Regions from separate parts of the Zea mays genome. Here region 1 is linked to region 2. The links are chromatin contacts, called in public Hi-C maps. All regions are on one chromosome and are shown on one strand. The core of a region is the stretch at or near the end of the contact, and the rest is flanking DNA. Distances in the headings are between cores, read along the strand shown.

Region 1 (4,510 bases), core at 873-3,372, 45 kb before region 2:
TGCAGGCTGCTGGAGATCCGCGTCCTCGAAGTGCTCGCCCGCTTTCCCTTCCTCGGTTCCTCCTGTATGATGCCCGCCCCCCTACTGGTGCCAGCTGCCAGTGGCCAGTGCCCCTGGCCTCCTACTGTCTACGTAGTACGTACGAACATGACTTGTCCTCCAAAAGGAACCGATGCTGCTGTCAAAGAGAAAACCCCTGCGTAAAGGCACTCCAAAGACGCCTGTGTCGCCATCAGGCCAGAGCGCACAGGCAAGAGGCCACCGATCGAGCACCAGTACGCTACGCACGAAAGGAATCGCAGTGGCTTTGCATTGTTGTCTCCGACTCCGAGGCCCTTTCGGTCGTCCTATCTTTTTTTTCTCGAGCGCAGGCGGCAGGCCGAGTGTGGACTTTGACTAGACGTGCGCTCAAGTGACTGATTACAGCTCTGCGATCTACTACCCTACCAAAGCAGAACGATCTACCCTACCAATCTACCGAGTGCTTTGCCTATCGAACTCGATTCCAATGCCAAGCCAAAGGTAAATTACTGCACCTCATCGCTCGGTCACTGACCGACCCCCAACGTTGCTTGGACTTGATGGGTAGTGACGCACCGGACAGGTCAGATTTGTACAGGCAAAGTTCTGTCCTCCCGGGACTGGACTGGAGTACACTCACGCCTTTTCTGCGGTGTGGACGAGACGAGCCTGCCTCGTGGTACAGGCAGGCAGCCGAGGGACACCAGCCTGCCTCGTAGTACAGTCCGGACTCACCAGCAACGACGCGATCCGCCGGCATAGATGGTGCTAACTGCTAACATGATGTGGTTTAGCGATCAAGGAAAATGAGTACACGTCTCTGAGCAAACAGGAACTATGACGTGTGGTTTAGCCAATGCATTTCTACATGATTGTACTCAACAGGGCTACTCTCTACTGCTACTAACCAACAAAAGTTTCCTGCCTGACCCCGGTGTCGTGACTCACGTACCGGGGCACGCGGGAGGCAAGCTGGAGTGACTCCCGCTTCCGCTGCCAGTGCCTCCTCGCCGTCACAGCAGGACCTGGAGCGAGGCGTTCTTCACGGCGCCGCAGACGGGGCACACCTCGGCACCGGCCTCGCACGCGCGGCACAGGCACAGGTGCCGGCACGGCAGGACCAGAACGCACGCGTCGCCGCCGCCGCAGGCCTTGCACGACGGCGACGAACCAGTCGACACCGGCCCCGACGGGGATGCCACGAAGCAGCAGGACTGCGCGTCCTCCGCCTCGCCGCCACCGCCACCGCCGCCGGCGACGGCGGGCTGCTGGAGCACCTTGTCGAGCGTGGCGCGGAGGCCAGCGGCGACGGCCTCGTGGCTCCTTGCCACGCCCAGCCACGCCTGGCCCTCGGCGGCCAGCTGCCGGAGCCGCTCCTCCAGCTCCGCGCCGCGGCGGCGGGCGCGCTCCAGCTCTGCCTCCGCGGCGCGGAGCCGAGCTTCCGCCGCGCCCCGCACGACCGCTACCACCGCGCGCGCGTGCCGCCGCCGAGCCTCCTGCAGCGCCGCGCGCATCCTGTCCGTCTGCGGCGTACGGTGTGGGGGGGAAAAGGATCAGAGACACCGTGTCCGTCGACGAACATGTATGTATGTACCACCAGACTCCCAAACCCAACGCACGCACCTCGACCCGCACCAGCGCGTCGACCTCCACGCCCTGGTGGTACAGCTGCGACAGGACGCCACTGGCCGCCGCCGCCCGGCCGCTGGTGGACGCCGCGCCGCACCTGTTCTGCACCTCGTCCAGCAGGAACCCCGGCTGGTGGCCGACGTCCAGGAACCCCGGCACAACGCGTGCCCGCTTCCTCGGGAGGAACACGCTGTTGTCACCGGCGGCATTGCAGGTGAGCTCGCTGCGCGGCTGGGCGTCGCCGAACGCGGCGTCCCCGAGGGCCGCCGGCGCTGGCGCGCACCCGCCGAGGCCGAGCTCGTCCAGGAGCGCGGAGCCGCCGACGGCCGCGGCACCCTCCAGCGCCCTTAAGGCGTGGCCGACGTCGTGGGGCAGGAAAGCTGGTGCGAACAGGTGCTGCGCCTGGACGGCCATCGCCGCCGCGTTTGTCTTGCGAGTGCCGAGTGGGCGGGGAGAGGGAAGAGGAGAGAAGTGGGCAGTGGAAGAAAGACATCGGGACGGGAGGGAAGTTATATATACTCCGGGGGAGAGACCGGGCGGTGCGGTGACGGGGAGGAAACGTGGGGTGTGTGCCTGCCTGGCTGTGTGGGGGCGTCTGCACGGAGACAAAAGCTGTCGGTTTTTTTGTTTATAATATCTGATGACATATGACTAGGAGAGGGAGAGCAGGCAGAAGAACACAGAACGGAGCAAGGCAAATGCAGCAGCTGCGACCTCTCCTTTTCCCCTTGCCTGCGCTACGTTTCTTTTTTTTTTCCATTTTTTTTTCTCCGTTTGATTTGCCGAGTGGCGTGACCCGGTGACCGTGATGCAGGACGTGGAGTGCTCTGGGTGGTGTGGTGGTCCGCGTGGGCCAGCATGCAACGGGTGGCCTACCCTGCCACTGCCTTGGGAGGTGGGAGCTTGCCGCCATGTCTTTTCTTTTCTTTTATTTATTTTACTATAATCTCCATTTCGTGATCCAGCAGTGAGGATTCCTCGAAATGATGGTTCAGGTTCACGACATTTTTTGCTTTGCGATGACGCAATGGCTCTGGGTGTTTTCCTAGCCTACAGCATTCAGCACTTTTAACATGAAGCCATTACAATTTATAAGGGTTTGTTCAGTTGAGTGTATTGAGGGGATTGAATATAAGGTCCGGTTTGTTTTCTTTCATTTCAAGGAATTGAAATCTTACTAATAGAATAGATTATTTTTTTAGAATGTGATATTACACCATTTTTCAAAGTTATCATATAAGACTATCTTAAATTAATGGGTGAGAGATGAAAATTGATTTTATAGATTTACATACTATTTTTCCGATGTATAATTTATAAAACACTCATCTACTTGCTTCGCTATAATATAAATATAGTATATAACTATCTCTTTCATATAATTTAGGTTAATATATAAATATATTACATATATGAATATATGAAATTAATTAGTTTTGTCTAAATTATAATTATTAAAATGAAATTCAATTCCAACAAAACAAATGGGGCCTAAGGGAATTTAATCCATCTCAATCCGCTGGGTACATGGGTCATAGATTTTATGTATTGGCAAACTTGATATTTCTATTTTACTAGGTGAGTGCCCGTGCGTTGCAACGGGAACCTACAATACCACGATAATTATGTACAAATAGGTTTATGTCCGTGCGATGCTACGAGGAAACATGTGAAATCGTTATCTATGTGATACCGCAAATCAAACAAAGCATAAAATTTATACACATGACACGACTCCGTAAATCAAACAACATATCATAACACGAGACTTCTCGACCTAAATTAGATATATATAAATTTTACATGATCTTAAACAACACAGTGTTTCAATCCACTCATATCATAACCACTACAAAAATTAAAAATAACTACAACAACTTTCATCAAAAGATAGATACATGTAGACTTGCCGGTGGTACCCAACACTCGTATCATAACCACTTCATCTGAGTAGAATATGGAATACAAAAGATTACACATTCATATTTAAAATAGACGTAAATATGGGATACAAATATATGATAATACATCCATTCAATTAATTTTTATGCACCACGATGTATATTTTCTATTGATGTGGCCATTTACTTGACCAATGTCGTATTGACAGGCCACATATGCCTGTTTGCTTTACCACCGCAATTGGCAATAGTCATCTAAACACGTCACGTAAAAATAACAAGCTCTAGCTAGATAGTATAAATTCGGTAAGAAAAGGACGTAAATGAAGCTCAAATCGAACATCATGATAGCATGCACCAGGATTTTTTCTTAGAGAGAAGAATCCTTGCTAAAAAAAGAGAGAGAACAGAACACATGGAGACATGCATCATCCTCACCAAATTAGTGCTTCAAAAAATAAATTATTAGTATGGGGCCAGTGTGATTTTTCATACTGATAAATAATTGCTCTTAATTGGTGCCTCTTAATCCAGAAATGGCAGATGGTAAAAAACACACTATGAAAGAACCCAATATTTATGGTAGATGAGCAGTTGTTTTATGTTTCTCGATCAGAAGGATTTACAATTTTCTAGTGCTTGAGATGGTAGCATCCACTAATAATGCATCATCTTACAATGTAATTGGACAACAACAAAATAATTCATAACTACCAATGTTTGACACACCTTGTAAGCACGGCAGTTGGGTTGCATTGCTCAACAAAAAATTAATGATCACCTATCACCGTTCTATTTTCAACTTATACAATAGGTCTACATCATTGGAAAAAATAAAGGCACAATGCTTTTACATATCTGGAAAACAGATGGTTGATAATTGATACTTGCATTCGTTTTTCCTATGCCAACACCATGAACCCAAGCTGGAACACATGAAGGTGAGTTGGAAGCCACAG
Region 2 (4,541 bases), core at 714-3,213:
AGAGCATGCAGTATCGGGTAGAGTCCTGCGATGCAGCATTTTTTTTACGCTAAGTCGGGTAGCGCGGGCATGCAGTCGCCCATTGCGGGCAGCCTAAAGACCCAGCGTCGTCCTGACTCCTGCGTGCGACTGCGCCCTCGCTTCCGGCTTTCCCCTGCCTGCGGCGGCGTCTAGGGGCGGTCCCTCTCTCAGGGTCGTCAGAGCACGGGCATCGTGCCTGCGCGAATAAAGGCGCGTGCAGTCCACAGAATACCACGCCGCTCTGCTGCTACCTGCTGCTGGACTGGACCTCAACCGTACTACCTACTGCAGGCTTCGATGTAGCGAGTACTAAACATCCAAATTATATGATGAATTTTAATATTTTAATGTAAATGTGCATAAAATCGGTGCTAATCTTTATCCATGCTGTTAAATATTTTACAGAGACAAGAATAAATACTCGTGTACTCAGTGGCGGATCCAGGATTGATACAAGAGGGGGCTACTAAGACTATAACAAAAAAATTTAAACCAAACAAAAAAATAATTAAACCCCTGAATCCGCCACTGCCCATGCACATTGAAAACATCAAGCAATAATTAAACATCATGTCCATCTTATTCCTATAATTAAACACGAAATTACTATCAAATAAATAATCAAATTCAAATCAAACTTCAAATCACAAATCCCTGCTCTGCTCGGCTCACGCTTGCTCGGCTGGACAACGGCGGTGGCCTGTGGCCGCGGTGCTCCGGGCCTCGGCGGTGCTCCGGGTCCAGGCGCTGGCGAGGCGAGCGTCGCTGCGGCCAGGGGTGGCCTGCGGGCTCCGCTCATCCGGCGGTCCGGCTCAGCGAACGGCAGCTTTGGCCTCCAGCCGTCCAGCGACTAGGCAAGCAACGCTGCGTGCCTGCGCCGCTGCGTGCTGCGGGCGTCGGGCCGTGAGCGCCTGGGCGGTGGCGCGGACGCGCGGTGCCGCGAGTCTTCCACGGCTGGCGGCCTAGCAGGCGGCGGCTGGATTAGGTTAGGCGCGGCCGCGCGAGGCTGGACAGTGGGCACGAAATCGCAGCACGAGGCAGAGCTGGGCACAAAATCGCGATGGACCTATTGCTCGCGTTACTGGGCCGCGACCGGGGCTGCAGCCCAGGCAGCCCCGGTCGTAAATCCGCCCCTGCGTGTACTTTTTATGCATTATTTTTTTCATACAACGGAAAACGTGAAAAAAAAACCATTTGTATACGAATAGTATCCGTATCCGAATTTGTATCAATTATTTTAAAAAGATCGAACCAGTTTTATATTTACTTTATATTGATCTTAATAAGCTCAATGCTAGAAAAAACAAGAATATAAATTTACATAACAAATTTTATATATTATTTGTTCGCAATCGAAGAAAGACGACAAAAAAAACATCTGAATTACTATCTGAATTTATCCCTACTTCGAGGTAGTATATCTGGTTCGCAATCACATAGGGCTAGTTTGATAGTCCAAATATCGGAGGGGCTAAAATCTCTTACTTATTCAAAATTGTATAAAGATGGGGATTTTAACCCCTCCAATCCACACCGGTTTTGTGGCTACAGAACTAGCCCTAAGTGATTCAAGTGACAAGGAGAGGATTAACTTAATTCTTCTCTAGAATGGAAACCTGTCAACCTAACATGTCCTAATAGGGAATCAAACAGAGGCACGGGCGTGGCTATCGTGCACTGCCCCTTTATTAGTACTACCAGTGAAGTGAGCAGTGGCTGTCCAACTCTCTTGCTGGCGTGGCTGAGCAAAAGCTGGCAAGACGTTGCGTGGCGTCCACAAAAGTGGAGCTGGGCCCCACTATGGCCAAACGGCTTGGCAAGCACTGCATGAAAGAAAGAAAGAAAGCTCAGAAACGGTGGGGCCAGAGGCGCAGCTCCTGCCACCCACCCTGCCGGACAGATCCCTCGCTCGCATCGCATGCTCGTAGGGTAGCACTGCCTTTTTGGTATGATTATCCGTACCCCGCACAGGCACAGCACCTTTGGAGGTGCACTGGCAGGCCAGGCGGAGTGTGAGAGCGACAAGGCATCTGCGGCACAGCCAGCAGCAGCAGGGCAAGCCACTGCAGATCCCATCTGATGATCTCTCGCACAGTCCCGTCCCACGGATCTTGTTGCCGCTGGCGATGCAACATGCATGCATGCATGCATGCATGGGTGGATAGTAGGATGCCCCGCCCCCCATCCATCAATCCGCATGGTCCCTGCCCTGCCTGCCGCTTGTGCTCTTGTTTTTCACTTTTTCTGCGCGTGCAGCAAGCCCCAGGATTGTGGGGGAGCAGTGTCAGGACGGAGACAGGCTATCACCCTATGGGCTGTGGGGCCCCTCTCCCTCTGTCTGCTGCTGCTGCTTCTGTCACGGTGCATCATGCCATGCGGCGGCCGCCGGGTAGCTGCAGTTGCAAGTTGCTGCTGATGGGATTTGATGGCTGCACGCACATGGCCTACGGAGCAGGAGCAGGAGCAGGAGCAGGAGCAGGACTCGTCCCCTACGGCAGCTAGCCGGGCCAGCGTGGGCCTCTGCTGCAGTGGACTTGTGTATGGATGGATCCGCTGGCGCGGTGCGCATGTACGTACTGTTACTGTGGTGGCAGATCTGGTTGGCCCGCTGCCTGCAACAGCGCCCCGTGTAATGTTCGACGTGTCCGAACAAAAGCCACGGCCACGGTGCACGCCGGCATGGGGTGGAGCGGATCACCGTTCACCGAAAGGGGGCACCAACGCCACCAGAAGCGTCAGGAAACTAGCCACTGGTGACAAATAGTGAAGAAAGTCATGGCGCGTTGCATTGGGCAGGGCAGCTGAGCCTGAATAGCCACGCCGGCCTCCATCCAGGGCATGGCATGCTGTGCCCTGGCTGCCCGAGCCGCCCTAGACCAACTCCAAGACAATCTCTATCCTCCTGATTGTTACCTGCACTGTCTCGTCTTGCACCACCACATGCATTGACTTTTGCTAAGTTTTTGTTTGGTTGGCTGCACACGAGAGACGTAGACCGGATGAGAGGATACAAAATAAGTCATTTTAAGGTATTTTGATTGCATCCATCGGTACTCTCAAAACAACAGTATCTGGACAGTCAGAGTGGGGCGAGCCTGATTACAGACATGCAGTCATCCAATCAAGACCTATATTATTCCTAAATTCCAGCTCTCTCACTACAAGAAACTGATAAATGTTCGTGGGTTTTGTTAAGAACATGGGTACCGACGTTCTTACATTAGTTAAGTTCATGGATTTTTTTAAGAACGTGGGTACCCACGTTTTTAAATTAACTTCGTGGGCCCTAGCTAAAACCGTCGAACTTAACCTATTAGAAACGTGGGTACCCACGTTCTTAAATTAAATACGTGGGCCACGTAGACACTGTCGAACTTAACCCAAAAACCTAAATCCCTAACTCCGCTCGTCTCTCTTCCTCTCCTTTCCCACTTCCCACTAGCTCGCGCCCGCCGCCGCCCGCCAGCTCGTGCGCCCCGCTGTCGCCAGCCCGCGCGCTCCACAACCCCTTCGCAGGGAGGAGGAAGCGGCCAGCACGTAATCAAAAGTAGGCGGCCGCCAGAAATCTCACCCGCTCCCCACCCCGCTCATCCCGCCCCCGCACCCTCCCCCACTGGCGTAGACACCACGCGATGCCTCCCCCTGGCGTGCACACACAACACCCTTGCTCGCCGCGAGGATGTCCGCGCCAACGCCATTTTTGTGTCTGGATAGATGGTGACCGCCGCCGGGGATGAGACCGCCTCCATCCATGCGTGCCTCGCCAACGCCGGTACCCCCCGAATCCGAGTGGTGGAACCAGAGGTGTGCGCGCCGAGCACGACGAAACAGGTGCTCCGCCGTGAGTGCATCGGCCACGGTGGAGTTGGACGCGTCGACGAGCGGCACCAAGTTCGCTGGGCGGCGAGCAGATGTGCGGGACAGGGATCTGCTGGTGGTGGTTTTTGAGGTCGACAACAACACCGATTTGCTTGCCTCGAAGACCACCAGCATCGACGATGGGCGGCGTGAAGAAGCTACACCACTTCTCGATTCGCTCGTCTGATGCTGTCTCGTCGTCCCGGGAGTGGGGGAGCTGGGCGGAGTGCTCCGTCGACCTCAAGCTCGACCGACTAGGCAAGTTCGGGGCGGCGGACGACACAAAGGAGTCGCTGCTACAACAACAACGTCGTCTGCTAGCCCAATGAAGCGCCCATGCTCGAGCCCGGTGGCGCCGACAGGACGTAGTGCCCCACGGTGGACGGCTGCAAGGTCGACCTCAGCAAGTGCCACGACTACCACCGCTGCCACAAGGTCTGCGAGGCACACTCTAAGATGCCTGTCGTCGTAATCACCGGATGCGAGATGTGCTTCTGCCAAGAAATGGTTTTATGAGTTCTTTGGGTGGAGATGTAGTTGCTTGTTGTTTTATTCATGGATGAACAATGGCGCTGATCTTGTAGTAGATATTGCTTGCTAAGATTCACTCGATGTTTACAATTTCTGGCAGTCTGTTTGTGCTATAGCAGATGCGTCCCCAG

Evidence for each region. A called contact is a pair of places that touch in the nucleus more often than the background predicts.
Region 1: a contact with region 2 is called in a Hi-C map of ear, with 2.6 times the contacts expected there. The contact joins the promoter of LOC109943176 here to the enhancer-like site in region 2. A contact is called at or near these places in 5 of 25 Hi-C or Micro-C datasets (ear, leaf and tassel).

Annotation. Positions count from the first base shown.
Region 1 is chr10:115,557,188-115,561,697 of Zm-B73-REFERENCE-NAM-5.0, reverse strand. LOC109943176 (BOI-related E3 ubiquitin-protein ligase 1) reads right to left here and starts at 2,122. Exons shown (of 2, transcript NM_001365013.1): 1 at 1,645-2,122; 2 at 791-1,544. The coding sequence starts at 2,064. The coding sequence ends at 1,035.
Region 2 is chr10:115,511,578-115,516,118 of Zm-B73-REFERENCE-NAM-5.0, reverse strand. No RefSeq gene overlaps it. Among protein-coding and RNA genes, the nearest start is that of LOC109942896, 29 kb to the left of the region's middle. Within about 2 kb of position 1,963, at least 18 of the 20 cell types and tissues checked have an H3K27ac peak or open chromatin away from gene starts, as enhancers often do. A contact at or near this core is called in ear, leaf and tassel, where this site is marked.